Regions from separate parts of the Zea mays genome. Here all the other regions are linked to region 3. The links are chromatin contacts, called in public Hi-C maps. All regions are on one chromosome and are shown on one strand. Each heading gives the region's core, a stretch centred on a gene start, on an enhancer-like site or on the middle of the called end of the contact. The rest is flanking DNA. Distances are from core to core; before and after follow the strand shown.

The links. Hi-C and Micro-C count contacts between places; a contact is called where the count stands out from the background.
Region 1: a contact with region 3 is called in a Hi-C map of bundle sheath, with 3 times the contacts expected there. The contact joins the promoter of LOC100280262 here to the promoter of LOC100194004 in region 3. A contact is called at or near these places in 4 of 25 Hi-C or Micro-C datasets (bundle sheath, ear, leaf and 1 more).
Region 2: a contact with region 3 is called in a Hi-C map of tassel, with 2.6 times the contacts expected there. The contact joins the promoter of LOC100277172 here to the promoter of LOC100194004 in region 3. A contact is called at or near these places in 3 of 25 Hi-C or Micro-C datasets (bundle sheath, ear and tassel).
Region 4: a Hi-C map of bundle sheath shows a contact between it and region 3, with 2.9 times the contacts expected there. The contact joins the promoter of LOC103647517 here to the promoter of LOC100194004 in region 3. A contact is called at or near these places in 9 of 25 Hi-C or Micro-C datasets (bundle sheath, ear, endosperm and 2 more).

Annotation. Positions count from the first base shown.
Region 1 is chr2:193,959,402-193,966,621 of Zm-B73-REFERENCE-NAM-5.0, forward strand. It overlaps LOC100280262, which reads left to right and starts at 5,261. Exons shown (of 18, transcript NM_001153190.1): 1 at 5,261-5,833; 2 at 6,347-6,397; 3 at 6,470-6,520; 4 at 6,645-6,799. The coding sequence starts at 5,662.
Region 2 is chr2:194,020,315-194,027,558 of Zm-B73-REFERENCE-NAM-5.0, forward strand. LOC100277172 reads right to left here and starts at 3,448. Exons shown (of 3, transcript NM_001150818.1): 1 at 3,154-3,448; 2 at 2,148-2,336; 3 at 1,518-1,842. The coding sequence starts at 3,405. The coding sequence ends at 1,765.
Region 3 is chr2:193,790,960-193,797,382 of Zm-B73-REFERENCE-NAM-5.0, forward strand. LOC100194004 (Dof zinc finger protein DOF1.6) reads left to right here and starts at 4,084. Exons shown (of 1, transcript NM_001139068.2): 1 at 4,084-5,188. The coding sequence starts at 4,176. The coding sequence ends at 4,910. LOC109944054 (a long non-coding RNA gene) reads right to left here and starts at 3,629. Exons shown (of 2, transcript XR_002267318.3): 1 at 3,067-3,629; 2 at 1,775-2,961. It overlaps LOC100273866, which reads left to right. Exons shown (of 11, transcript NM_001360477.1): 7 at 1-66; 8 at 317-518; 9 at 618-759; 10 at 1,359-1,497; 11 at 1,597-2,134. The coding sequence ends at 1,719.
Region 4 is chr2:193,601,596-193,608,587 of Zm-B73-REFERENCE-NAM-5.0, forward strand. LOC103647517 (phosphatidylinositol 4-kinase gamma 7) reads right to left here and starts at 5,149. Exons shown (of 2, transcript XM_008672045.3): 1 at 4,755-5,149; 2 at 462-3,088. The coding sequence starts at 2,899. The coding sequence ends at 947.

The DNA.
Region 1 (7,220 bases), core at 4,011-6,510, 170 kb after region 3:
GACTCCTTTGTGGTGTGGTCGAACCTCGGGATAATCTTGTGTCTTGTGCACTTGCTTGGATTCATGATTGTGTTTTGTAGTTAGCGAGAAAGGCATATAGAGTTCTTCGTGTGGATTTCGTGGTGGATTCACATTTGTATTTCTCACCATCGGCACTTAGTTTATCCCTTGTGTTCCCTTTCTAAAGGAAACTCTCATTGTATTTCCGCGTAGCTCGAAGCCTAGAATTACTCTAGAAGTTGGACTGGTTTAGAGTGGTTGCCTCTATTGCAGTTGAACCGGCCTGCACTAGTCGAACTGTTGATTTGACATTATTTTGAAGTTTGTGTTGATAATTTTATGGGTTTAGCCTATTCACCCCTCTAGGCTACTTCCACCGTGTCGTGCCAAAATGGTTGTGTCTCGTGCCGGTCCATATAGCCTGGCCCATCCGGTCACCTATAGCTGGGGCTAGCGTGCACACAGCAGTCGCGCGCGCGGCCAGGGTTTTCGGTCACGGACTCATGCACGTTGTCGGCTAAGGTTGGACAAAATACTTGTGGCTCGTGGTTAGCTTGGCTCGGTTCGACTCGACTCATTTTAATTTTGTCACAAGTTGAGATAACATCTCAACTCGGTTCGTTAACGAGCTAGCTTGACACGAGCTCGAGCCATCTCGTTAGCTCGAACGAGCTAGCATTTATCAGCAAAACAAAGTCTATACTTGTATTGGATGAACTAATGAATGATGAACTATGTTGATTTGGGGTTTAAATGATGTGATATATAAAATTATGAGGACTTTTACTCTTTTCTAGTGTTAAATTACTATAAAATTAACTAGCAATTGATTATACTGTTGTATATATACATGTATATTATTTTTTGGCATGGCTCGTGAGTTAAACAAACCAGCTCGAGCTCACAAACGAGTCGAGCTGAGCTGATTCTTTGGCTCGGTTGCTTAACGAGCCGAGCCAGCTCGTTACCTTAACGAGCCAACTCGAAGCCTTGGTGTCTGTACGCTCTATAGGAGATGACGAGTGAGGGAAGGTGTTGTAACTGCATGACTAGTTGATGCATTGGTCAACAGACTAACAGTCGCACCGCACATGTAGGAACCTTGCATCAAGAAAGGGCTTTTAGATGAGTTGGTTGCATTGGGAAGGAGCTTTATGATAAGTTGGTTAGATGGTTTCGTTAGCCAATGTTGCCATTATTATCGGTATTTCGTATTCGTGGACCTAACCGACTAGTAAAATAACGTCGCGTGCCCTAGACCCAGATGGTGATGCGAGTTGACACAAGTTGTTTATCCTGGTTCGGGCTAAGGAAGGCCCTACTTCCAGCAGAGGGGGACGAGACTTATATTACTCACACTAAATGCTCGCAATAGGGTTTACAAGCACTGCGGTAGAGGGAAGGATCCTAAGTCCTAGGAGATGATTGAGGCGAGTGCTAATACCGAGTGGAGGACAGACTTGTGATGTATTCGCCTTGCCCCCTTGAGAAGTCGTAGACTATCCTATTTATAGGCTCAAGAAGGCTTCCTGGAGGACGGGAGTCGACAACATACTTGTGAGCGAACACCTTGTGTATCTTGTAGTCAGTATGGTCTTGTACGACGTTGACTTGTGTCTGCTTGTTTTTCCGATGAGAGCTGAGGCCGAATTTGAGGGCTAGGCCACGTTCCCGAGCCCCTCTTGAAAGTTGCCTAGAGGGGGGGTGAATAGACAAGCAAAAAAATTCCAACAAAAACTAGAAACAAACTGGGTAAAACCGGTTCAACCGGTATCAAAACCGGTACAACTGGTTTGCACGAGCTCAACTAAAGAACAAGATATAAAACTGAATTGATCTCAAAATTCACCCAATTAACTTTGTAAATGAGATGTCCTAAATGATCCACAGGGTTCAAAGTAGTAGATCTGAGAAGGGCACTTCTCAAAATTCACACACCAAAAAAATATGAATAATTCTTCCACGAAATGGTGAGAGAACGAAGAACACAAACAAACACAATGAACAAGAACACAAGAGACACAAGATTTATCCCGAGGTTCGGTCACACCACAAAAGGTGCACTACTTCCTCGTTGAGGCGCCCACAAAGAGCTAGGTCTCTTTCAACCCTTGTCCTCCCTTCGTCGACCACAAAGGTTAAGCCCACACACTAATCTTTGCTCAAACGAGCGGGTAATACAAACTTTCTTGTGGTCTTCCACAAGATTTGGAGACTCACAAGAGACACCTAGTCGTCTAGGAGCTAGAAGCTCCAAGAGTAATGATTCCACAAAGAACTTGATGTAGTACCAAAGCTCGAATGGAGAAGAGCAAGAGAGATTTAAAGATGAAGCACAAAAAACTATAGCTCTTAAACTCACTCAAAGATTTCTCTCCAAAGATTTGAAATGGGAGAGGCAAGAGATGTGTGAGAGAGAGTGGGAGGTGTTTCTTAGGTTAGAAATGGAGTTCAAGTCGCGCTCTTGTGTGGAGAGAGGGATAGGAGTGAGTATATATAGATAGCGCTTCAAAACTGGCCGTTGGGCTCATTTTGCTGTGGAGGACCGATTGAACCGCCCCTGGTCTGACTGTCAGCCTATCGTCCAGTCTGGTCAAACTGACCAAAACCGGTTGAACCGCCCCTCGTCAGACCTGTCAGCCTGTCTGCTAGTCTGACTACTGGACAGTCTGGGCAGATGTCCCAGAGACCAGTTGAACTGATCTTGACCAGAAAGTTTAGGAGAGAAAACCCCAGTTCAACTGGCCCAGAGGCAAGTTCAACTGGTGTATGGTAAGAGAGGTTCACAGTTGAAGTTGAAGTTTAACTGCAGGTGAGAAAGCTCAACTGCAGCTGAAAAATCTCAACTGTAGCTGAAGACATATATGAAGTGAAGTTCAACTGCAGTTGAAAAAGCTCAACTGCAGTTGAAGTCTGCAGCTGAAGACACAATTGAAGTGAAGCTCAACTGCAGTTGAAAAAGCTCAACTACAGCTGAAGACACAGTTGAAGTGAAGTTCAACTGTAATTGAAAAAGTTCATCTACTTTTCAACAGGAACACTATCCGTTTCTCAATCCTAACAACAGTCATACACAGAGTGTCCAAGGGATTTTAGTTTTTCGAAATAGCTTTTGAATATAGAGTCTTGAGCTTTGGTAAACACCAACCTTCTTTTTGGGCCCCCTTGATATTACGACGATTTCTATACTCAAGTTAAATAAAATATAATTAAGTAAACTCCTTGAGTGATTGGTGTCTAATGTGTGTTTCTCCATGGCGTTGTTTCATAAGGATCACAAACATCTTTGTCTCACCTTTTGAAGCAAACACAAATCAAACACCGTGACTTGTACCATTTCACCATACATGAGTTCAAATCATGGCTTCAAGTCACCTTATTGATGCATCAACATATTATAACTCTTCATAGCTGATTAGTTCATCGACTTAGTGCAAGTACTCTCTTCTTCACCTTATCCATGGTACCTCGGTCCATAAGCCGTCGCTTGGCCTTCACCTTCACCTGGTCCATCGAAGTCCTTTCCTTGCTATCTTCACCCTATAAAGCCATTCTTGAGTCACATCATATTGAGCATCTATTGAGAGGATCATTTCTCAATATTGTGAACCTTGCTTGAATGTCATGTAGATATAAATGCTAAGATCAATCAAGATCTAGTATGATTCTCATAGACGCATATATGGACTAATAGTAATATGGTCAAGTCAATTCACGATTCCTCGTATCTTATTCACTCTGGCTTGACCAATCCTCTTAATCACTTAATCACTTCAACCTCTATTCTGATCATATGTATATAGTGATTTCCCAGATCTTGTCGATATATATATATATTCAAACCAATATAGAGACCATATTATATCCACTTGCATTGTCTCATTGGTTATTTAACCTTTTGTTGAATCTTTGTTCACTGATCAGTATACACTATTCAAGTATGTTCATCGTACTGAATTTCCTGTTCAACACTTAGCAAACTTGTTAGACCTTTAAATGTGTTGTCATCCAAACCACCAAAACTCACAAAAGGGACGAATGCACTTTCACCTCTAGAGAGAGGTCGCCCATACCGTAGTGGTTGACACAGGGTTAGGTATGAGGAAAAGCTGGTTAAGAGGTGTGTCAGCCCCACTGTGTCTGATGACGTTGGGGATGTCTTCCGTCGTGGATATCAAGGGCAGAGCCGAGCTCGGTCGAGGTGGAAGTCTGCCCGAGGCCATGATCGAGCCTTCCTGACGTGCGCCATAGTCGACGGAATGGCCTCCCACGGAATTCATGGGGGAGCAGGTTGGCGAGACCGGGCTCGGGCGAGGCGGAGTTTGTACCCGAGGGCGAGTTCAGCGTCAGGCAAGACGGAGTCAGCACCCGAGGGCTGATCTACACCCCTATTGTATTACGCGTCCCATCAGGAGTTGTCAGGCGGCGTGCACATGCGTAACCATGGTGGTGAATCTTTCGACAAGACCCTGGTGGTGAATCTTTCGATAATTATATAAGTTGTATGAATGAGGCATAAGTTTGAAAGGAGGAGAGTCAGTTTAGGTTTTGACTCTAGTTTTTCTCTGGAAAAAAGTAGGATACACCTTTTTTAAAACGACTTACTGGGAGAAGCACATAAAAGCCAGATTCATTTTTGTATTACGGAGAAAAAAGGTAAAAAGGCATAAATATTAGCTTCTAGGGCTGAAAACGATCGAAAAAGGCTTCTTCACTTTTACTTTCAAATTATTTTGATGGAAACGATTCGAAAAGGCGCCACCGTCCCGCTGCGAGGAGAATGCCATCGGGACTGAACTCGATCTTGGCCGGTGCAGGTGCAACACAGGCATTTGGCGAACTCGGGTCAGCTGGAACATGACGTGATGTCAACTCTACTGAGCAGTTCTCAATCTATTTGTTTAGCTTTAATCCGTACCGGCATCCTTTTGTTTAGCTCTGGTGTGGATTAGTGGATGTGCAGCGTGCTGCCGCAACGACAACTCGATTGAGCATCGAAGCATGACACAGTGTTAGGCTTACCCTTCAAGAATTCACGTACTCGTCGGTTCAAATTAATCGCACATCTCATTTTTCGGCAAGAAATTAAATCAAATATATATATATATATATATATATCTAATCTAACCTTTTTTTAAAGGATAGAATAAGACGGTCACGGTCCTAATCATGGGACGACACACCTGACACGTGGGTCTATCAGTCATCCTGGTCCTTTTATTTTCTTTCTTCTCTCACCCGGTTCTTCCTCCTCCCGAGTCCCGAACTCTCGATCCACTCATCCGCTGAGGGCGTCGGCCTTCTGGCCCTTCTCCCCCCGGCCGACCTCGCCCCTCCGGCGCTCCGTCCGCTTCCTGAACTCGTCTCCCTCACGGACGTTCTCCTCCCTCCGCTCGCCGCGCCGCAACCCGGAGAGGAGACCGCCGCTCGGTCGAGCACCACCTGGGGCCCAGCGTCCTCGCGACCAGCTCTAGCGCGGCGTCCGCCCTCTGCAGCCCTGGTGTCCCCGCGACTGGCTTCGGCCGGCACACAACTCCACAGTTAGGTCTCCGTCTGCACAGCGCGGCGATCTTCTCTCTCCTTCCCGCCCTCTGCAGTCCCTCTCAGTCCCTCTCCGTCTGCTTGATTCTGCTCCAACCTCAGACTACCCTCGCTCTGAAAATGTCATTACGCACCCAATGCGCTTGTAGCTGTATGCTGCAACCCTACTCTGCCTCGTCTTCTTCCATCACCCTAAGCATGCGCGCAACCCCCACTCACCAACGACGGGCCCGGCCGCCGCCGCCGTCCTGCCTCGCCACCCGCCACCTTCGCCGGCGACGAGCACCAGCAGGTATTCCCTTGGTCTTCCTTCCCTGCTGTGCGAAGCTTTGCGCCCAGACCCTAACTTACTATTAGTAACCGAAGCTGAATCTAGTTACAAGTATATATGCATGTATTTTGCCTACAGACTTCGATTGGGTTGCAAAAAAAAAAAAAAGAAAAAAAGAAAAACAAGAAAGAAAGAAGCTGTACATGTGTACACCCATGTCCTTTACTGGGTCCACCCCTTGTTCTCGTATCATTTGAAACATCTTGTATTTTGTCCCACTGTCAAGAGCGTGTCTTTTTGGGACTGCTGGAGCAAGACCTTGTGCTGCAAACTTAGTTTTCTTAACTCCTGGAGCACCAGTGCCTGTTGAAATGTTTTTTTAGTGCTTGAGGACGTGTTTTTCTATTGGGTTGTCAGTAAACAAGGGAAAATCAGCTGTTCTCAGAAAGGATATTATTACCTGTGATAAAAAGGGTTTACCCTGCTTAATGTCAGTTTATTCTAGCTACCAATCAAAATCTCTGATTTTTTTAGGAATTAATAGAGTTCCAAACCTCGGTTCTGCAGTTTCTACTAAAAAAGCAGGTAAAGTGTTCTATTTATAACTATACCTTACTTGCTCACTTTTATATTTTGATATATATTTTTTCTTCCTAGGGATGAGTAAGGATACATTTATTAATTTGGACGTCTCTCATCACAGAGCGGGTAAAAGTTTATAGTTAAAGTTCTCAAATCTTGCTATTAATATGTAGTTTTCTTCATAAAAATTTGGTGATAATATAACTTATAGGGCTTGTTTAGTCATTTATGTTATCTGTCCCCGAAGCAGTTGCAGTGGTGAGGTTGCTAAGAATCGAGAAGGGGAAAGCATTTGTAGACCTTTTGAACGAGAAAGCAAATGATTCTGGAGATAAAGAGATAGGATATGTGCAGAGGACACTAGGTTTCAGCACACGCTATTTGGAGGACAGGGATATAAGACTGGTAAAAGTTATATATTGCACATGGTGAAAAGTTGTTGGTTCTATTTATTTGAAAGGCATACATTATAAGACTAATAAAAGTTGTGTACAGCACATAGCCACATACTTATTTGTGATCATGCTGTGTGATTTCAATTTATCTCAAAAAGCATACATCCATACACTTTTGGGTTATTGCTGGGACTTCCAAATTATTTATCTGCAACAACAATGAACTATAACAAAACCTTATAGTCCAAATTCCAAAATAAAAAAGGCTTGCCGGAGTGGCAACCATACGATGACAACAACAAAGATTTTTAATCCCAAGCAAGTTGGGGTAGGCTAGAGTCGAAAGCCTACAAAAACTACAAGTTAAGGTTCAGACATATGGATAGCTATTTTCCATGCTCTCCTGTTCAAGGCTAAATATTTGAGTATAT
Region 2 (7,244 bases), core at 2,198-4,697, 230 kb after region 3:
AAGAATACAGTGCACAAAGGTTGTGTCTCATCTCATGCATGTGAGAGGGTGCACACTCTAGGAGTCCGGACTCCTTTATCCTGTTTTTCTATAATTCTGGGATCGAACGTTCAGTTTCCCTAATGTAATGACAGTTTGTATATTGTTCCGTTCTGCTGATTTGAGCAATGTATTTCCTCTTGGATTACCGTTATCGTGTTTCTACACTTGTTTAGTAGCCATCCCGTCTGAACGTAGCCACAAGCAGGCTATATATAGCTTCTTGAGATGGACAATTTTAAGACCCAAAACAGACCACCTATAGTAATTGATTTTTATACTTCACTTATGGAACCACGTGAAGTCATGATTATTTCGCAAACTGTTTATTAAGGGGAGTTCTAATGCTAGAAACCACGTGTTGTTACTATATCTATTTAATTTATCTAGATACTACATATAAAAATTATGGTTCTAATAGATAGTTTCTATAGAATGATCTTTTATAAAATCATATATCTTCTCTCTCACTTATCTACCTATCATATTTTTTAAAGTCATATTTCTTTACGTCTTGGTTCCCGTTCTCATGTACATCGACATGGCTTCTTATCAAGATATCATTTCTTCATCTACCTATCATAAATGGTGGAATCAGCTATCGCGGGATCCACACTCACGGAGTCACGGGCCCCAAGGCCCCAATGACCGACCTTGGCTCCCACAAAAGTGGAGCCCCACCGTCTAGAGCCCCACTTAGTAATTAGTCATCCAAATTGAAGAATTAAACTTATACAGAAAAGTTAGACAAAGTATGATAAGTTAGACAACAAACCAAATATACCCTAAACCTACTCCCTCTAGTGTCCTATTAGTTGTCGTTTAGGACAACGACTCAGTCTCCAAAATATAGCTTTAACCAATGTTTTTTAAAATACAAATAAACTATTAATACATTTATATTTTTATAAAAGTACATGCCAAGACAAATCATAGCATATATATACATTAGGTTTCAAAACTTAATAATAAAATGGTTATTTTAAGTTAAAATTTTATAAATTTAACTCAAATCTTGTACAAAACGAAAACTAATAGTACAACAGAAGGAGTAGAGGGCTTTGGTTGGTGCTCTAGGCTTAGGGACACTTCCGCACTTCAAGTTTTTTTCGACCACCACCATCTTTGAGAATAAACAAGTCCGTTCGGACCCTCGAGCACTTCTAACGGTAGGACACATATATTTTCTTAGTTGTCCAGGCCCCCTACCGCCCTATAGATCTCCAAAGTCTGATAATTCAAATGGTTGGGCCTTTGGTCCACTAGGACTTGAGGCCTCCCAACTAAGATGTATGAGTTCTTTGATTCTAGCCTCACAGCTGCACTTAATTTTTTATGGAAAATAAATTTTAGTTTTGAGAAGATCCTAACCATGTAAGTACAGTCGTTGTATACAAGTATCACGTATATAAACAAGAACAAAATAGTGGTACGATTAACCTTATACCAATACATGGCGCAAATTTTAAGAGAAATTTCACCGTGTCAATTCACCTAGTATTCTTTATTATATCGCTCTTTCTCCAAGAGGCCCGGGTGAAGCAGTTGTTTACCATGGTGCACCGAAACATAGACCAAGGGACTCAGGGCTTCACTCTCAGAATACCATAGTGGCCGTAATACCCATATGGTCATGGATCTGTAAAAGAACTCGGTTACAACTGGGTGTTTTAGATTCAGAGAAACGATAAAGCAGATACACCGGGTGTTTTAGATTCTTCTAAATCATTTTTTCTTGGTAGCTTCTTCTGCTCTGGTAAAAGAATCTGCGATTACATCAGTAGCCCAATCCTTGACATCCTCCTACAGGTAAAGGATACGGATATCAGTAGTAAAACATCCTCCTACAGGTAAAGGGTAAGAGGTTCTCCAAGACAATAGCTTGATTGCATGAGGATCCCATGAATGAAATATCTAAATCCAGATGTGGGAAGTACTAGAGCAACAAGCTGTTGAATAACAGAACATACAAGCCATATAATTTAAGCATTGGGATTAGTGGTGAATAAAAATAATAGAACACATCAGAGGTGACAGTACCATAAACCATCAAAGAGTACCATGCAAAACTTCATTTTAGAAACTAACCACAAGAAACATCTACTAACCAGTCGCACTGGCTCCCCCGTTCTTATCCGGGCATGTGGACGAGCTAACTTTGATTCAAAAGGGGTCCTTGGCCTGACTTCTTGGACCTCCTCCCATTCTTCACGAGATAGCATCCTTACTGTTCCTTGATCAGGGTGGCTATTCTTTATCTTGCGCTCTCTCCTTTCTTGATCTGTAGCTTCATGTTCCTTCCCACAGAAACAGAAAATAAGATTCATAACATTATTTTGATATCCTAACAAACATAAAAAAGAACACTATTCAATTTAAATGTTTTCTTTCGTAGCCATATAGACTATACAGTTGCCAGTAGTTCAAAATTAACCTTAAAACAATATTCTAGAATCTTGATGATTTAGTTAACCAGAAGGGTGTACACAAATCGCCACGAAACATTAGGCACCTAGGGGGTGATAACGGATTGTGAAACAAATATTTTCTTCACAATTTGTTTGAGTCTTTAATTGATTTTAGTTCAAAAATGAATAGAAATAGAGTCTGATCCTAATCTGATTCGATCCTTAAATTTTATAGTGTAAAATTTAGAGCTCATTACCACCCCTACAGGCAGCTGGCAAAAAATGTGAAGCTGAACGAACATTGTAGAATTCATCCGTATGAAAGGAAAGAAAGGTTGACTGAATGTAATATCAAACAGATCCAATAGTAAAAAGTCCAATTAGGATAACACAAATCTACCCAGGCCCATGAAGAAAACACTGTATACACTTATGAAGCAAATAGACAACTAGATAATAAATCCGCACTTCTCTCATCTGAGAACACTTGTCACAACCACCTTCAAATTCCTACAGGTTACATGTCTACATGTCCAAATCTAGCAATATGAAGATTCTACACTACGCGCCATAGCATTGACTCAACAAAAGATTCGCATAATGTTCGGGTATTCAAGGAAATACACAGTACTTGCAATTGCAACAGAAAACAACCCTAGGAGAAGCCAGCTACAGCTACAAGGCCTAGGAGGGCACGGAGCAGTACCATCATGAGGAGCTTGGTGAAGAGGGCCACGGCGGCGGCGGTGAGCACCATGGGGAGGGAGACCGAGTCGAGCCACGCCAGCGACTCTGGCGTGGGCACGAAGAACTCGTCGCGGCCCGGGTCGCGACGCCGCCGCCTCGCGCGCTCCCGCTCCGCCACGCGCATCCGGAGGAGGTCTCTCGGCGAGGCTTCTCCCGCCAACGCGACCTGCCTCGCGGACGCCCCTCCCCGCCGCAGCGCCGACCGCAGCATCGCCGCCGCGTCCACGCCCGCCACGCTACTCGAGAGGAGAAAAATAGAAAATGGATACAAAACTGTGTGAATTGTTTTTTTTTTACTTTTGGAGTCAATCAAATGGGCTAAGATGTTGGCCCTTGTATGCTCCATGGGATCTCGGCCCGTTTTAGTGGCTCGGTTTGTGTACCTGGGTTTCTTCCTTTCCGTTCTTCGCAATTTTACTTTTAACTTTTTTAACAGAAATACTCGCTCAAATTTTTATATTTCTATTTCAATTCTTAAAAGTGGATGTTTACTATTGCTATCGCTCTTAACAAAACTACGTCTGGAAATTTATGATACTAAATAAATGTAGTATAAACATATAACTAATGAAAAAATAAATATTATATTTATTTGGTACCATAAATGTTACTATTTCTTTACATGAAATTTGATCAAACATAAGGCTCTTTGATTATCAGAAAAATTTAAAATTACGTATATAATAGAATAGGAAAGTATTAAAAAACATAACTAAATAGCTACTAGATCTAAAGGTTAAAGTTTTGATGACTAATGTCCTTGCGGTTTTGTTTGGTTACTCTAGTATTGATCCAATCCACATGATGACGTAGTACACTAGGTCTACATAAGATCAAGGATTTCAAAACCTACCCAAATTGCCAAATGAAGGCCTCGCATGGGTGGTAGGCTTATTATGCTTTTCAGCTTTTGGGTACACTTGGACAACTACTCAACTAGACGAGCTCGTATCCCGCAGTATCTCCGTGCTCTAGTGTCACCGGGAAAACGTGAGATATAACTTTGCCACATCGCGACCAGCTGCAGCATATCACATCGGTGGCAGCATGTGATGCGTATCAGCGCGTGAGGCTGAAAAGGGGACGTGAACCCAACCGGGGTCCGGGCGAGATCGCAAGCGGGGGGCAGCGACAGCGGAGACATGCCATCGCCGAACACACCGTGTCGTGTCCGTCGGTTGCCAGTCCACACTGCCGCCTGCGTCGGCGTCGGCGTCGGCGTCGCCGGGCCAGACAGGGAAGCCAGCCAGCTACTCGTTGCAGATGGCACCGCCGCCGATGGCCTGATCGCGTCCCGGCTCTGAAACCGCCTGAAGTTCTCTCGCGTCCTCCTGCCTCACTGGACTGGATTGGAATTGGACCCTTCTCCAGCCTCTGCCGGAGTTTTCTTTGCCGATGCGTGTTACGCGTGGTGCATGCAAGATAAACCTGTGTATCTTCTCTGTTATCAAAACCTTTTGCTGATATCGTCTCGTCTGTTTTCACTGCTTTCTTTACCTGCAGGTGAGGCTGGCGTTTTAGTCTCTGAGCGTCTTTTTTACACCTATATATACACAATCACCATCATCGTTTGGCTCCAGTCGCCCATTGCCATGCCCGTCGCCGTGGTCGCTTTCTCCGGTTCTCCCCGAGCAAAATAATCACCTTCAGCAGACAACCGTTGCCACCTCGTCTATCTCGGCGCTGCTCAACATCATCTCAGACTCTGCATCATACATTCATACTACACTACACTCCTCCACCGTGATCCAAACTCCTCCATCCAGGTCATCATACACTCGATCGCCAGAAATAAACAAACAAACAGAAATAAACAAACAAATAAAAATATGTTTGTGCCACTGCAGACGCACATGCCAGTTCCAGAGTTCGAAACAGTGCTCGATAGTTTAATGGGCGCAGAGCTTTTGGCCACGAGGGGCTCCATGTGCCGCTGCTCATGGCTCCAAACATAGGCTTTTGTTGTGTTGCCACTTAAACAAACTCGATCGTGGCCATTTGTCTATGCCGCGTCGTCGTCGTCGTCGTCCCGCTCGCCGGCCGCTGCTCGCTCGGAACAACGGGACGGGACGCACTTGGCTACTGCTCCGCCGCTACATGTGTCTATAGGCCAGCGGCGCCGGCACACTGGCATGCACAGCACAGTAATGACCGGACCCGCGATTCGCCGGGGAAACGGCCAAGTGCTCCGCGTAGCTAGCATAAACCTATCGTCTATCACTGCAGGTGAGCGGTGACCTGGCCTAACACTCGAAAGATTCCACGGGACATGCATAGTAGACGTATATCTATCTATCTATCTATCCAATCATGCATGGACCACGACGTCGAGTAGAATTAAATTCGTAGCCGGAAAGGAGGATTAGGCAGGCTACAGTGGTAGGGAGAGGGACCGGGGCGAAAGGTCGACGAAAAGAGATGGCGTATGTCCTGGAGTGTCGCCGTAGTGCTGGCCGATTGGCATGTTTCAGGTTGCTGTCTGCTCGCAGCACGCCATGATCGGCTGCCATGCTCGCGCGGAAGGACGACAGCGATGGAGTTATGGGGAACGTCGTTGATGCAGACTTCGACCTCTCGATTCGTTGCAACTGGACCATTTCTTTTTTAATTCTTTTTCTTTTCCAAGCAGGACCGCAGTTTATTGCCATGTTTTCTCAAGTGTAAGCCTTATTTAGACCCTTTTAAGCGAAATAGATTTGGGGATCAAAATTCTACTCTCTCTGTCTCAAATTAAAATTCGTTTTAGTGAATAATATGTTTATATAATATTTGATGTATGTATGTGTTTTATATATGTATCTATATTCATCAACATCTATTTAAATATCGACATAAAAATTAAGAGCTAAAACGAATATGACGGGTGTGTTACATGATTTTATGTTTTATAGACAACCATTTGTATTGGCCCCTTTCAAAATTCTTACTGAACTAGACCTCATAAAAAGTTTCCTTTGTATATCTCTCGTTATTGAAATCCAATATATTTTTTGGCGCTCCATCCAAATGTGTATCTTCAAGATGATATTATAATTCTAACCTATTGAGTTGTAGGTTGACCGTGTCCAACATAGTCGCAACCTCCGCTCTATGATAACACCTTCATAGTTGGATCCAACTTGTACACTATAAAAATGAGTAAATCTAAGTGTCGGTGTCCTTAGCCAAAAATCTAGTGGCTCGGCATGAGGCTATCCTAGCCTCCATGTCAATGGTTTGTGACACTCTTGAGGCCATGATCTAGGTATTTATGTGGGCAACAACAGGCACCGATGGCACCATCACAATGACCCTTGGAGTAGAGTGCACATGTGAGGCCATGATCTAGGTGTTTATGTGGGCAACTATAGGCACCTATGGCACCATGACAATGACCCTTGGAGTAGAGTGCACATGACGATGGTCGTGGGCTCCACGTATGAGGTGTACGACTATAGTGCAAGTGGTGCAAACGGCCATTGCCTTGCTAAAAAGAGGTGCAAATGTTATAGGGTTCTAGTTTGCGACGGTTACAGTTAGGGACCAAGGTGGTTGTACCTCAACATGGGAGTTCACCGAAAGTTGAGGTGGTGGAAATTCTGAGTCAAGTTGACGACCTTGGTGTTTGAGAGCCTACAACTATTTGGGCTCTAGGCAGAGGCATCAATGTAGCAACAGTTGTGCCTTAGAAGTGGTCGAGTCTTAGGATTACACATATGTTATAATTTGTGGTAGAAGTAGTACTAACATATGATCCTAAGAATTATATAACATACATTTGAAGTGTGCATATCGATTGAAATATCACTTGGTAAGTTTCTTCCTTGGTACCTGGAATAACTAAACACACTAAAACCTTTGTGAGATCAACATTATAGTAAAAGTGTTTAGATATCAATTGATAAATGCATTCACTAGTTAATAGTAATATCATTGCTATCATGCATATTAATTTCATACTTCATGCAAAATCAAATACTCATGTAAAGGGGTCTATGTCTACTTTCTGGTAAATGAAACAAACATAGGAAATGATCTAATGCCACATTCTGTTAAATGCAACAAAACCTA
Region 3 (6,423 bases), core at 2,834-5,333:
AAAGCGCAAAAATACGAGGCAACATTCCCAGAATGGAACCAAGAAAATCCAACGATGCTTCCGTGGGTAATTGCTTCTTTATCGAAAGCTGCAATGCTTGCTACTGCCGTTAGGAAAGGAACAGTCAATTCATGATTGTCTGTGTCTGAATGTAGTTTTACATTCTTGCAGTCAAATATGTATTTTCGATCATTCTGGAAAAATGCACAGGCAAGTGTTTGTTGCTAAAAAATGCATTTGCCTTGCCGGGTCGATAATGCTGTGTCAATAGTTTTGAACCATCATCTTAGGCATGCTTGTTATTCTTGTGCTGCAGAGTAAAGGCCAAATCCCAGGAGATTCCCCGCCTGACCCTTCACATTTCGTGAGAAATGGATCCTCCCCTGGATCTAATTTCACTGGGAAACTCGATGATAATCACACATCTGCAGCTGCATCAGGGGCACTGGACCAGGCAGAAACTAATCACGTGGCTAGCGGCTGCTACAGATCATCAGAAACTCCGGCGAATATTACAAGTATGATCGATGGTTCACATATGATTTTGCATTATTCTCAGAAGTACTTTCTGAGACTAGAAGCAGCACTGGTTACTTATGACTCTTCTTTACATGTAGATAATGCTATATCTCAGTCCCAACCTCAATGGACAGGTCCGTCCCCTGTGGATGACTCTGCAGTGAAAAGTGAAATGCTTAACAGCCAGGAGTTGGCAATAGATGAAGGAATGATCAGTGTGTCCAGTACCTATTCCCAAGAGTAAGTCACAAAGAATATAAGTTATTTGTTGCCCACTCCGTTAAAAAATGCTTGCTACATTTGATTATGCATAGTCGCTGGTGCATGTATCTGACCATAATTTCTTATGCACCATATTTTTAGAATCCTTCAACTTTATGATATTTTGCATAGTATTTTTCTATGCAATTTTACATGTATAACTTGTATATTTTCAAACGAAGTAATTTAAAAGTTACTGATGTTTGTTGTTTATAATATTTTACTAGATCTTGTCCTAAACAACATAGTTCTATAACCATAAAGGGTTCTACTTTTTTTTAAACAACATAGGTCCATAACCATAAAGGTTTTTTTTTTTGGTATCCCCAACTGTTTTTGGCCTTAATCTATAGACCCCATAGTATTCGTTCTTACTGTAAAGTCTTTTTTTTCCCTTTGAGTGTGCCCAGCATTAGGTTTTCCCACCTGAAATATCTTGCTATTTCGTCTGTACCTAGGTTCTTTCACAATATAGTGCTCAGAAAGCACTCTGTGTTTAGGCACGGGCAACGAAAGACTTGTTTGTCTTCGCTGAAGATAAATGTATGTTGACACATGTTTTGTTTTATTTGTAACAGGTTACTTATCTCGTTGTCTCACGCCCTTCAGAGCTCAGGTGTGGATCTGTCCCAAACCAGCATCTCTGTGCAGATCAACCTGGGAAAGCGTGCTGGCAAGAGATCTGCATCTGCTGGTGGTGTATCCTCCAACTCCAAGGTAAAGTACCCGAACCATATGAACGGATGGATGTTCATGCTCGTATATAAAAAGACAGTATTCCAGCAAAACTGAAACGGGGACTTGGATTCCGCGCAGGAACCACCAGCCGATCCAGCATCTAGTAACGAACTAGGCGGCCATCACGTGACAACGTTGGGAGCTAGCGCTGACGGTCTCCTCCCCCACGCGACGAAACGGCATAAACGGGACAACAGCTGATGATGGGCCTCTCTCACTCCGCCTCGTTCCCAGACGACAGACGGATTGATCATTCTTTTTTTTTTCTCCCAGCCCGACGGGAGGCTCTCTCTTGGATTGGTTGCACATCGCGTGCTCGGTGATGGGCTGAGACCCCGGCTGTATTCTTTTTGATTTGATCGCTCCCGCCGCCATCCCCTGTCTAGCCCATTGTTTTTACGTAGAGGAACGAACCGTGGAGCTTCCCATTGCGGATTGTGAAGCCGCTCTTCTTGTACACAGGCTTCCATTCATCTGAGAAGCTTCTTCCCCTCCTTGAACAGGTCTCTCCGCGTTTTAGACCTGTATACTAGCAACCTGTAAGATATGATTATGATGTCCAGCAGCTCTCCCAGGCACGGCACCGGCCAGTCAAGTTGTTCCGTTATTTCTATGTATACGCTATGCTGGGACTGTAATTGCACCGCCGTCGGTCTCAGGGAAACTGACAGTCGTGTCGTGTCGTGTGCCTGTTTGACCAACGGTTTATGTGACAGTCTGTGCGTGACGGATCGAACTCGCACGCCGGCGGCACAACGAGACGATCTCGAGTTGGCCGCGTTCAGAAGCAGGTACGCCAACTATCATTGTTCATGGTACGAGTGAGCCGTGCAACCACGAGTACTCCGATGCTGGGCACGGACAACGGACTGCACGTGTGCTGTTGAGACCGGTGGTTTGAATCCAAGGGCGTCCTGCTGCATCGGTTCGGTTGCGTGGCGCTTCAGGAATGACGGCTCCCACGGGCAGCTTGTCTACTTTTAAGCAGCGGGCGGTTATTGGGATTCAGGTTAGCGTGGTGGGTCAAAACTCAAGACACAGGCGCGGGTTGCAGTGCATTTCACGAACAACCATCACGGATGCCTGCAACAAATACCTCCATCTGAAACCCCCACTGGAACATTTTTCAGTATTGTCGGTGTGTGTTGCATTGCATCACATGGATGGCCTATTCGATGACACCAACCTGTCTCAATTCTATCACTATCTTCATGCATCTGCTCAAACAACAACAACTACAGCAACAAAAGGTCTGTTTATTCTGAAAAAAGAGAGAATCGGTGAACCATTTCTTGAATCTGTCTGTAGTCTGTACCTAACCTAACAGAAGGAGCAGGTCCTTCATCTCGTATGCGCTTGTTCATCACAACAACCGAGTCCAGCTCCATGTTGTGTACTCGTCAACGGGCTCCACAATACGGTCATACTGCGTTCCACCAGATTCTGTTCTTACAAGGGTCGTAACATTTGTTTATGTTACTGTATGTGATATAGTATAGTATATCATAGCTAAGGGAAAAAAAATCAATAGCAGTTGTGACAAAGTACCTGCGATGACCTCGTCCGCCTTGGCTTGCTTTATTCGTGATACAAAGCAGAAACCCGCCACCATCATCCTCAGATCCTCACGTTCGCGTCACATGCGCTCCACCACCCCGGCCTAACTTGGGCCCACTGCCGTCGGCGCGTTGGCCACCCTTCCTCCGCCCTCCGGCACACGACGCTGCTTCACTGCCACTGGTCACCAGCCTCTGTGCCACTGATCCTCAGACGCGGCCGCCCCCCGTTCGGGACCTAGGCGATCGGTCTACGGTCCAGTACTCCGGTCCGTCGCACTAAAACTCGGCGAACAAATAGCCATTCATCCAGTTCGGTGTCGTGACCGCGGAAATCCCCCGCCGACCGCTGTTGCGGGCAATGGCCGCCGACGCCGACACGGCGCGGCGCAGAGCGCCACTGCCCGGGGCGAGAAACACCCAGCCCAGGCCACTGGTCCCGCGGCCGCTAAAAACCCAACTTCCTGTAGCCGCAGTTCCGCACCAGTACTCGACCGACGGGCGGGACCGGGGCATGTGCACCGATCGTTGGTCCACGAGGCAGCTACCGCGCGCGGGCTCGGCACGGCACACGTAGACCGTCGCGGGCAAGGTGCCGTGCCACCAGTGGGGTCGCGGTCGGGGGCTCGGGGCTGGCCACCTGGCCCCGCCGTGTGCGCGCGCCACGGACGCGTACGGGTACGGCACCGCCCGCCCCGTACAGTACAAACTCTCGGCGGTTGCTGTTTGCCTGTCGCTCCCCGCCGGTCGCCACTGTGCCGTGTGCCTCGGTCAAGAAGAGTGACGCGTGCGCCACCCTCACCGACTCCACAGTCGACACTCGACACCACCTCACATCCCCGCGCACCGCTCGACGTGCGCGACCACGAGCCACTGACGCGTCGGCCCGCCCGGCGGTAAACATAAGCGAAGCGGTGAGAGTTACCCGGACCGACCGGGCCTGGTCCACCGACCCGGCGCCGGTGCCCATAAACTCGAGAGCGAGTCGACCACCGACGCTAGCGAGCAGCTGAAACTGAAACAGCCCGTCATCTACCATTCGCCCGCCGCAACGCTCCCTGCTCGGAACAGCCTGCGTTGCTCGCCCACACGACGCCACGCATGCAGGAGGAGCCAGGGCGTCGTCCCGTGCCGCCGTTCGCGGGCGTGGACCTCCGCCGCCCCAAGGGCTACCCCGTGGCGGTTGCCAAGGAGGAGGAGAGGCCGGCGCCGGGCGGCGACCCGTGCCCGCGGTGCGGGTCGCGGGACACCAAGTTCTGCTACTACAACAACTACAACACGTCGCAGCCGCGCCACTTGTGCAAGTCGTGCCGCCGCTACTGGACCAAGGGCGGGTCCCTCCGCAACGTCCCCGTCGGGGGCGGCACGCGCAAGAGCAGCAGCAGCAGCAGCTCCTCATCATCCTCGGCGACGACGACGTCAACCTCGCCCGGCGCCGCGCCCAAGGCCACGAAGCGGTCGAAGAACTCCAAGCGCCGCCGCGTCGCGCCTGCCCCGGACCCCGCCGCGCCCGGCACGGACGCCTCCACCGCCGACGTCGCGAGCACGGCACCGTCCGCAGCGACGGTGACTGCCTCGGAGAAGCCGAGCGCGACGGAGCACGCAGCGGCGGCTGTCGCCACGGAGAAGCCGCCGGCCGCGCTTCCGGTGTCCGTCGGCGCTTTCGCGGACACGTCCCCGGCGCCAGATGCTGGGAGCGGCGGCGTTAGGGAGCTGCTGCCGCACCCGAGCCGCTTCGAGTGGCCGTCGGGCTGCGACCTGGGGCCGCCCTACTGGGGCTGGGGCACCAGCGTGTTCGCCGACACCGACCCGGCGCTGTTCCTCAATCTGCCGTGAGTGACCCGTGACAACGCCATGGCGCCCATGGTTAACTAATCAACCATGATCACACGGTCGACGAGATGAGAGGAACAGAGCACGCAGTGCGTCGGGCTCTTGAAGCTAGGCGCTGTAGTAGTCTCCTAAGCTTACTGTTGTCTAGACCGATAGTCTCGCGTACTTGTGTAGTTGTGTTGATGGTTTTTAATCGCCGCTTTGTACTGCAATTCTAGTAAAAAGGCTAACATATGGGATAGCCGGGCTCTGCATGAATCTGTGCTTGCTTTGACAGTTTGACCTGATTGTGGTGCTTTCTTAGTTTAAGGCCATGAGAATCGCAAGAACAGGGAACGGCGAACTTCGAAGAAATCGTGTCGTTGCAAGTGTTGGAGGCATATATTCTTAAAGCCGGCCACGCATGTAGGTAGTGTGACGCTGGTTCTCGCAAAGTGCAAACGCTAAACTAGGCGAGTACGAAAATGTACGTTGTCTGAATGCTACAGTTATGTTTAGCACGCACGTACTCCTACACTCGCCGCGCAGCGTGGTGCTGATGGAACTCAAGCCAGGCCGGATTCGTTCGGTTGGGCGTCGGCGTCGCGGGGGCTTTTCGAAATTCCGGGCCGCGGCGGGCGCCGACAACGCGTTGATTCCGATCGCGACGCGTCGCGATTCCGACGGCGACGGGCCGTCCTGCGCGCCGTGTCAGCGACGGATCCGGGTCAGGTCAGGTCGTCAATCGCCGCCCTGTACTGCGGCCGCGATGTGTGTCGGGGTGCGATTCGTCCCGCCCGCTTGGGCTCGGCCCCCGGGGTTCACGCCAGCGACAGCCACGACGCGTCTTCGGTCTTCACAAACGTGTCCATGACTGCCACGTGGTTTCCCCAATTCCACAACAGGTTATTTGCTCGTTTCCAATGAAGAGATCGATCTCGCTCTCACCGCGACAGGCGCTAGGGCTATCTTCACCAACTCTTTTTTATCTCCTTCTATTTTAAACTATACTTTAAGAACAATATTATATATACAATACAAAACAATGTTTTACATGATCATATACATGCTCTACAGGACATAGTCTAACAATCATACGTGAGTCTATTAATCCGTGCCCAACATATCTTGTATATGGCTACGTGCTTTACACTTTTATTGAGTGAAATTTACAACATGTGATGATATTGAGATAGATTGTGAGATAGAGAGTATGTTTGAAGATACAAAAGATTGTCTCTCACTCAGTCACTCTCACGGTGAGCAACACAAACACTGAGGTTTACGTAGACTGTATCACCTCTTCCAAAGAGTGTGGCAGGGTTTCACCTCGTAATCATTTGATTAGATGTAAACCATCTTTCATAAACCCACGATGATCCAGCACTGGTTAGTCCATCTTTGTATTATCGTTTCATCATATCGCTGGTGTTGAACTGCACTGGACAAAAAAACTTCTGGTGCTATAGTTTGAGTCTCTAACTATACTGTTGCCAGACATTCAGTGTTGTTTCATGGTTCAACGACCAATCCATTT
Region 4 (6,992 bases), core at 3,899-6,398, 190 kb before region 3:
TGGCCACCTAAAACCTGATTGCGAACGCAGAAGGGCTCAAAGGTCACTTGTAGATATCACCACGGTGACGACACGAGACGAGACGTGCAGCGGCACCATCCCGGAGCCCCACGGTCCATGCTGCTAGCGATTATCAGAAGGGGAAAAAATCACTCATCTCTTCTCCACCCGCAAAAGGCTGGCCACTTTTTTCCAAGCTAGGTATCATGGAAATGAAATCTATAGAACCGAGTGGTCAAACACGATACGTGCGTGTCCGGATGCGCCCCACGCGGACGTAATCAACCAATCATGGAGTACGGGCAGCACATGGGGTGTAGTAGTAGATCTGGGGTCATTCTTTGATGCTTCTGCTTTCTGAACCTAAGTTCTAGACCGTTCCTTCCAGCTCTAGCTACCTTTTTTTTTTGTGGCACGCAGGCTCCACTGAATGGAAAGGTACAGTACACATATTACTGGTATACAGAGAACATGTGATATTTATGCAATATAATCTGTAGCGAACATCATATCATAGTTCAAAGTTCATAATATGGTAAGCGCCTCCAAAATGGTACAGCGGCAAAGACAGAGCAGAGAGCAGGCGACGCCAGCACACTCACCACCATCGTTCAGATAACAACGGCCGAGATCCCAGCCCGTGCCCGGTGCTGCGATGCAGTAGCAGTAGGAGTACTTAACTATATACAGAGAAGAAGAAAAAAGAACAACGGACCTCTTATGCGAAACACTATGCACAAACACACACAACCCCCTTCCTTCTCCCGCAACCTCATCTCACATGCCATGGATGATCTTATTCTCGGACCCTCTCTACCACCACCGGCTCCAGACACCTACTACAAGCATATATAATACTCCGTACCTGCTTGGCTGCTGCACACCAGAGCTCGAACAGAAGCGCGTTCGTCATACCTTGGGTTCGGTGGCTTCTCTTCTGCTACTCTCAAAACTGGCAAGACGTGCCCAGCCTCGGCATCGAGCGCTGGCCGACGACACCGGCAGCGTGCTTCCGGGCGCTCAGGGCACCTGGGAGCAGCTCCTGGAACTTGTCGAGGAATGCGCTCCACTGTTTAGGGCTCATGTCCGACAGCTTCACGAAACTGGCGCTGGGCGGGAGCAGCTCGTTGGCGCTCCTGCTGCCGGACTGATGCTCGCTGGCTTTGCCGGTGTACTTAGTTCTGCCTGTCGCTTTACCCTTCCGAAGGCACGTGCGGTAGGGCTTGGGTTTCCCAATGAAGCCAAGCCCCTTCATGGATGACGACAGCTTGGAGATAGACGAGATCCTCTGAGGCAATGCACCGGTCAAGATGTCGTCGTCGTCGTCCTCCTCGGTCCCGTCTCCGTCTTCCTCGTCACGCTCATCTAGCTTGGACAGTGGATTCCTAGAACTTGCCTTCATGCTACCAAACTTGCAGAAAGCTGATGGTTCCAAGGCATCCGGATAATCATCCTCGCCGTCGATAAGGAACTGGGTGAAGTCATCATCGTCATCTTCAACTCCGGCTTCGTTGGGAAGAAAGGACTCTCTTTCCTCAACCCACTTCCTTGCCTCCATGCAGAGCAGCTCAAGCTGACTCGGTTCCTCCTCCTTCGCAGTGAACTGCCTGCTCATCATGTCTCCAATCTCCGAGAGGCAGAGGCCAGACGCTGCAGCTTCCTTGAGAAATACTGTTGATAGCACCAGCACCCTGAGACATGCGTCTCGTATCATGGGTAGCTCCATGCGTAGCATTTCTGCATCTTTTACAGGATCAAGTCTTGCAATGTACTCAAGCTCCTCCTCGGAGAAAGGAACAGATGCCTGCGGCCAGTGGATCCACTCGAAGTATGGGTCTTCTAGGCATTCTGGAAGACAGAGACCATGGTCAATAGGAATGAGTTCTGTCTGCTCTCCAAAATTGTCGGCGCCAGGACCAAGCTTCTTGACCAGAAGATTTCCAGCATGCCTGTCAGTGTTGAAGATTCTAATGTCAAGGATGCCAATCCTATGCACTGCAGATACAGGGAAGCTTGAGGTCCCATGGTCACTGGCATCGAAATCATGAGGAATGAACTCCTGCAGCGATGCAATCTTGCTCACAGCCTCTGATTTGTTGCAGAACACTTTACTTTTGCAGCCAACACAGTCGTTCACATTGAAGATTGTGTGTGTTATCTTGACCAGCATGGTGGGAGGAACATTTGCAAAGTGACCATAGTCGAGGAGGTAAGCAGCAACCTCTCTGAAGCCTGTCTCCCCAACCCGTACAGACCTTTTCAGGCCCGGCTGTCCCAGAGCTTTCCCCACAAAACCTTTTGGATTATTTGGAGCAAATGGTTCCTCATCAGTTGGCTTGACAATTGCCACACGCTCTCCCCAAATGTTCTTGAAGTAGTAGGCACCACCCATCCCACTGTTAACAGCGACTGGGTCAACATCATTCATTATGGCTTTAATGACATCCTTAGCAAGCTGCTTCATCCGAGATGAAGGACTTGAACAGCCAAGGATTTCAATGGGTCCACTCCGGTCTCTTTGCAAAACATTCTTACCTGTAGGTGAGAGGCAAGGTGTGGAATTGCTCCGGTGAATCTGATTCCTTTTGAGAAACAAGGGTGAGTCATTGCGAATGCTGCTAAGATCATTATTCAGAACTAGGTCACCAAAGGTCAATGAGCTCTCATCAGTGGGCACATTGAGGGCTATCTGGAGCTTCTTTTTCACAGTTTGTACGTTTTCTCCTCTCTCCAGCTCGATGCCAAGGACAGAACCATTGTCAGTTTGGACAAATACTCTCTTCCAGCTCAGTTGCCTCCCCTCAATTCTGCTACCTCCAGGATATTCGCTGCTAAAGCTCCGGTCCAGGACTGCCACAGCCATCTGTGTCTGAACAGGACAGTCCAAATCCCTGGACATAGGAGATTTGAAAGGAGCTGCCTGTATCTGCAAACTTCTCCCGTGTACTCCACCAGAGAAGGAAGCAACAACACAACAAGGGAAAGACAAACTTTTGCAACTTGCAGCCAGCAGTTTTTCGAGAAGATGTTTTCACCACTGCATCAACTGAAGCTCGATATCACAGGGGCATTGATTGATATATATATCCTGGGAGGAGAAAAAAGGAGAAATGAGATACTATATAGTACAAAACAAGCTTCGATGCAATGATAAATGTAAGATTCTAGACAAAGTTAGGAGATACAAAAATTGTGGAGCGATTACAGCTGTCTGATATAAATGGATTAGCTAGCATGTAACATACTAACAGAACCTATCAAGTTACTTCCATAAACGATATTCTTTGGATCATTTCTTTGCTCATTCCATTGCAAGGACCAAATTACAGCCCTTTGCCAGGCAGAATGGTTTCACAAGTCTATGCCCAATAAACCTATTCGCAACTGTTGAGCAGAATAGGTATTAGATTATATCGAGTGTTGCAAGTTTCTGACTGCATTTCAAAACCACTGGTGACAAGAACAAATTGAATATTTTGGCAAAATAATAAGTATAAAAATAACACTATAACTAGAAATGTCAGTAAACTTGGATCTCAATCTAAGGCAGAGAGCAGAACCAATTGAGGAGCTGTTTGGTTCGACATTTTTAGACCGCCAATGATTCCCTGCGTAAATGCATAACGCTATTTTATGTTTGGATGGATGAGTCCGTAATCAGTTGCAGCGTAAATCGATCCGACCCGGTAGAACTTTTTTGCCCCTCCCCTAGGAGTGTTATTGGTTCCCTTCATGTGTCTCAGCGGCAAATATTTGATCGCTGCACTCCAGAGAGACGAACCAAACAAAAGGCGTTTTTATTTCCAGTTGTATTACCGTTCCCATACTCCTTGTTGAAACAAACAGCACCTGAGTGAAATTTATAACATCACACATGTACATACCCTTGCCTTATTGCTCACAAAATAGGAGTAATAATAATAACCTTCTCTTAAAGAAAAATAATCAGTTGAAAACGGAGATCGGGATCATTTCCGCATGTTTCTGTACAAGTGGACCAAATCTCATCAGAATCACATTGGTTTGTAATAGAGTCCAATGGCTGAGGGAAAATATAGGTACTATAAATAGCATAGTCCATAAAGGGATAGGCAGATTTTGCATGCAGCCAGAAATTAAGTAGGATTGATTCATGGTGACAAGCTAAATAAGGACTCCAAAATTTCAATTGATTTATGTCCACAGAATGCTAGGGATAAATCGATTCCCCCACGCAGGTATTTTTTTTAAAAAAAAATTAAACTCAAACACTTGGTGCAAAATAGTAGGACCGATGAACGCAAACTCAAAAGTTTTTTTAGCTGAATCTACGAATTCCTGACGACTGAACCCGACAAATCCACGAGTAAACAGCATTAAAATCCGAGTAAATAGCAGTAACATACGAGCTATGCATAGATCCTACACGCTTGATTATGAATTATATACCGGTCCCAAATCCCACATATTTCCAATCGAATAACACCAGAAATCAGAAAGCCAAAACACGTCTCGTGAACATGCTGAAACCGGTTACCATTTACCGACGAAATTTTCGAGACCACGCCGGCCGGTGGTCTGGAATTACGGCCTGAATCGATAGGAGAAGGAAGCAACACGAAATCACCGGCAGGCGCAGGCGCTCATTTCGATCAAGCACCCCCCGCTAAATCCGCAAATTTAGCGAGCCCGCGCTGGCACCGCTCGCTGCTGCCCCCGTCGAATGACATTCACAGTCACAGCTCGCAGGACGAGGAGGTGGCGTGGGGACTCACCGGCGGCGGGACGGATCTGGGCGCTCGCGGGCAAGGAACGGCCAGAGCGCCGCCTCCCTCCTCCTGCGGCGGCGTAGATCCGACGTCCGGGCGCGTCGCCGGCGCAGATCCGGCGGCCGGGCGGTGCGCCGTACGCCTCCCACGCTGTCGCGATTCCTGTGCCCTTTTGTTCCCTCTGTGTGAGTGATTTGTCCTTTTCCCTCCGGGACCAAAGACGGGTTAATGTCATAACCACGGTTAGCGACACCCCTCCCCACCATCTTATAGCCTCGCAGTTTTGCGCTCGGGACCTTACGATTGCTTGTATTTCTCTGAAACGGTGCTCTTGTCTCCAGGAGTCACGACAAGGAGAATGGCCACTTGCCTCCTGATACGTCGCCCGCGGTTTTGTGCGCACGACCAGGCTGAGGAGCTCCGTTCAGGTTGCTGTGGGCGTGCGCGCGGGATGCTCCGTGTCCGTGGTGTGTGTACAGCTTGGATTGTACTCTTTGATTTCCAAAATCAAACTTGTGGCCTTCACCTTCCTCTCGTAAATAGTACAGCACTACTGGTACTGGGGATCTAGTTGGATTGAAGGGCATGCTCCAAAGAATATTGCACCTAAGCTATATAAGAAAGCAAGAAGAAAGAATATCTCGGTTTTCAAGGCTCTTAGGAACAATTTCTGGATGCAGTTCTGTGCGCCTTTCTCTCGGGAGGAGGAAGTGAGAGAATTCGTATTACTTTGGCAAGCAATCAGCAGTGTGCAAGGTCTCAATGAACTCGATGATACCATTTTTTGGAGATGGTCGGCAGACGGGGAATACAGTTCAAGTAGCGCCTACAAAATTCAGTTCACAACGAACTTCTGTAAAACCCACATCAATCTCATTTGGAAAGCCAAAACTGAACCAAAATATCGTTTCTTTGCTTGGACATTGTTGCATAACAAAATATTAACTTCAGACAATCTGCAAAAACGTGGTTAGCCTTGCAATCAAATTTGTTCGCTTTGTAATGTGTCTCCGGAGACAGCGGCTCACCTTTGTAAGGATTGCCCCTTCGCCGAGGAAGCATGGAGCATGATCCTGACTTGGGCTGATTTGCGGTTCCTGGACGGTATTTCCAATACCGGATCACTACACGAGTGGTGGTTTAGACTGAGGATGCTCTGTAGTAAGCAATCAAGAAAAAATTTTGATGGCCTCATAATATATTTCTGGTGGAGTTTATGGCTGGAAAGAAAAACATAATCTTTAAGGGTCTGCAGAGAACGACAGAGCAAATAGTGCAGGTGGTGAAGGAGCTCATTGGTGGAGGTGTAGACTGTCTGTAGCGGCTGGAGTCCCGGTCGGGGGGGGGGGGGGGGGGGGGGTTGTTGGGTCTTTTCCTTTAAGTGTCAGTGTTCTATCTAGGTCTTTATTGTTAAGTTTTTCGGGCTGTGTCTGTTTGTAAAGTTTATTTTTACCTCTTCTAATATATTGGAATGACAAATCTTTTGCCTTTCTCTTTTAAAAAAAGAAATCTTATTTGCTGACACTTGGTGAGTTAATTTCGCGGACCAGCAACAACCATGCTATGAGAGCAAGGAATATCTAGTCCTGGAGCTGGAAGTCATATTTAAAGCATCTCATGCCATCATACTTTTAGGAGCCGAAATAGTTGGTAACAGCTTGGTTTGTGTTGAATAAAAAAAATATGTAAACGCTAAATTGCTACTAATGTTGTGGGCATATATGGTTGTAGTTAGGAGATTAGCCAGCTTCGTTTTGCTGTTAGTTAATGCATTCCCATGTAGTCATAGTCCTTCCTATATGACGATTGGTGGCCACTTGTCTAGCTATGGCTGTTTGCTTCCATTTTTTCTAGATATGATGATCCTTCGATCGTTGATCCTTTGTTCAGTTAGATTTTTATTGATTCTCGATTATTAGTTCATTCTTTTGTTCTAAATACCGAAGAGAATGAGTTTATCGTAGGACGTTTGACATTACTATACAATATTCACCCACCGCCGCCACTAAATAAACGAAAAAAACAAAACCCTATATAACACATATAATAACAGATAATAGTTAGCTGCTAAAATTAATTAAAGATATCTAAATTAGTTCAACTATTATCTACTTTTTAGCAAATTAGCTAATACAGTTAGCTAGCTAGCTAATTCTACTAGTTGACTGTAACCTCGTCTGAGGCTAAGACTGGACTATATTTCTATTAACTAAAAAACTAATTCTACTACTAATTTTTAGTCAA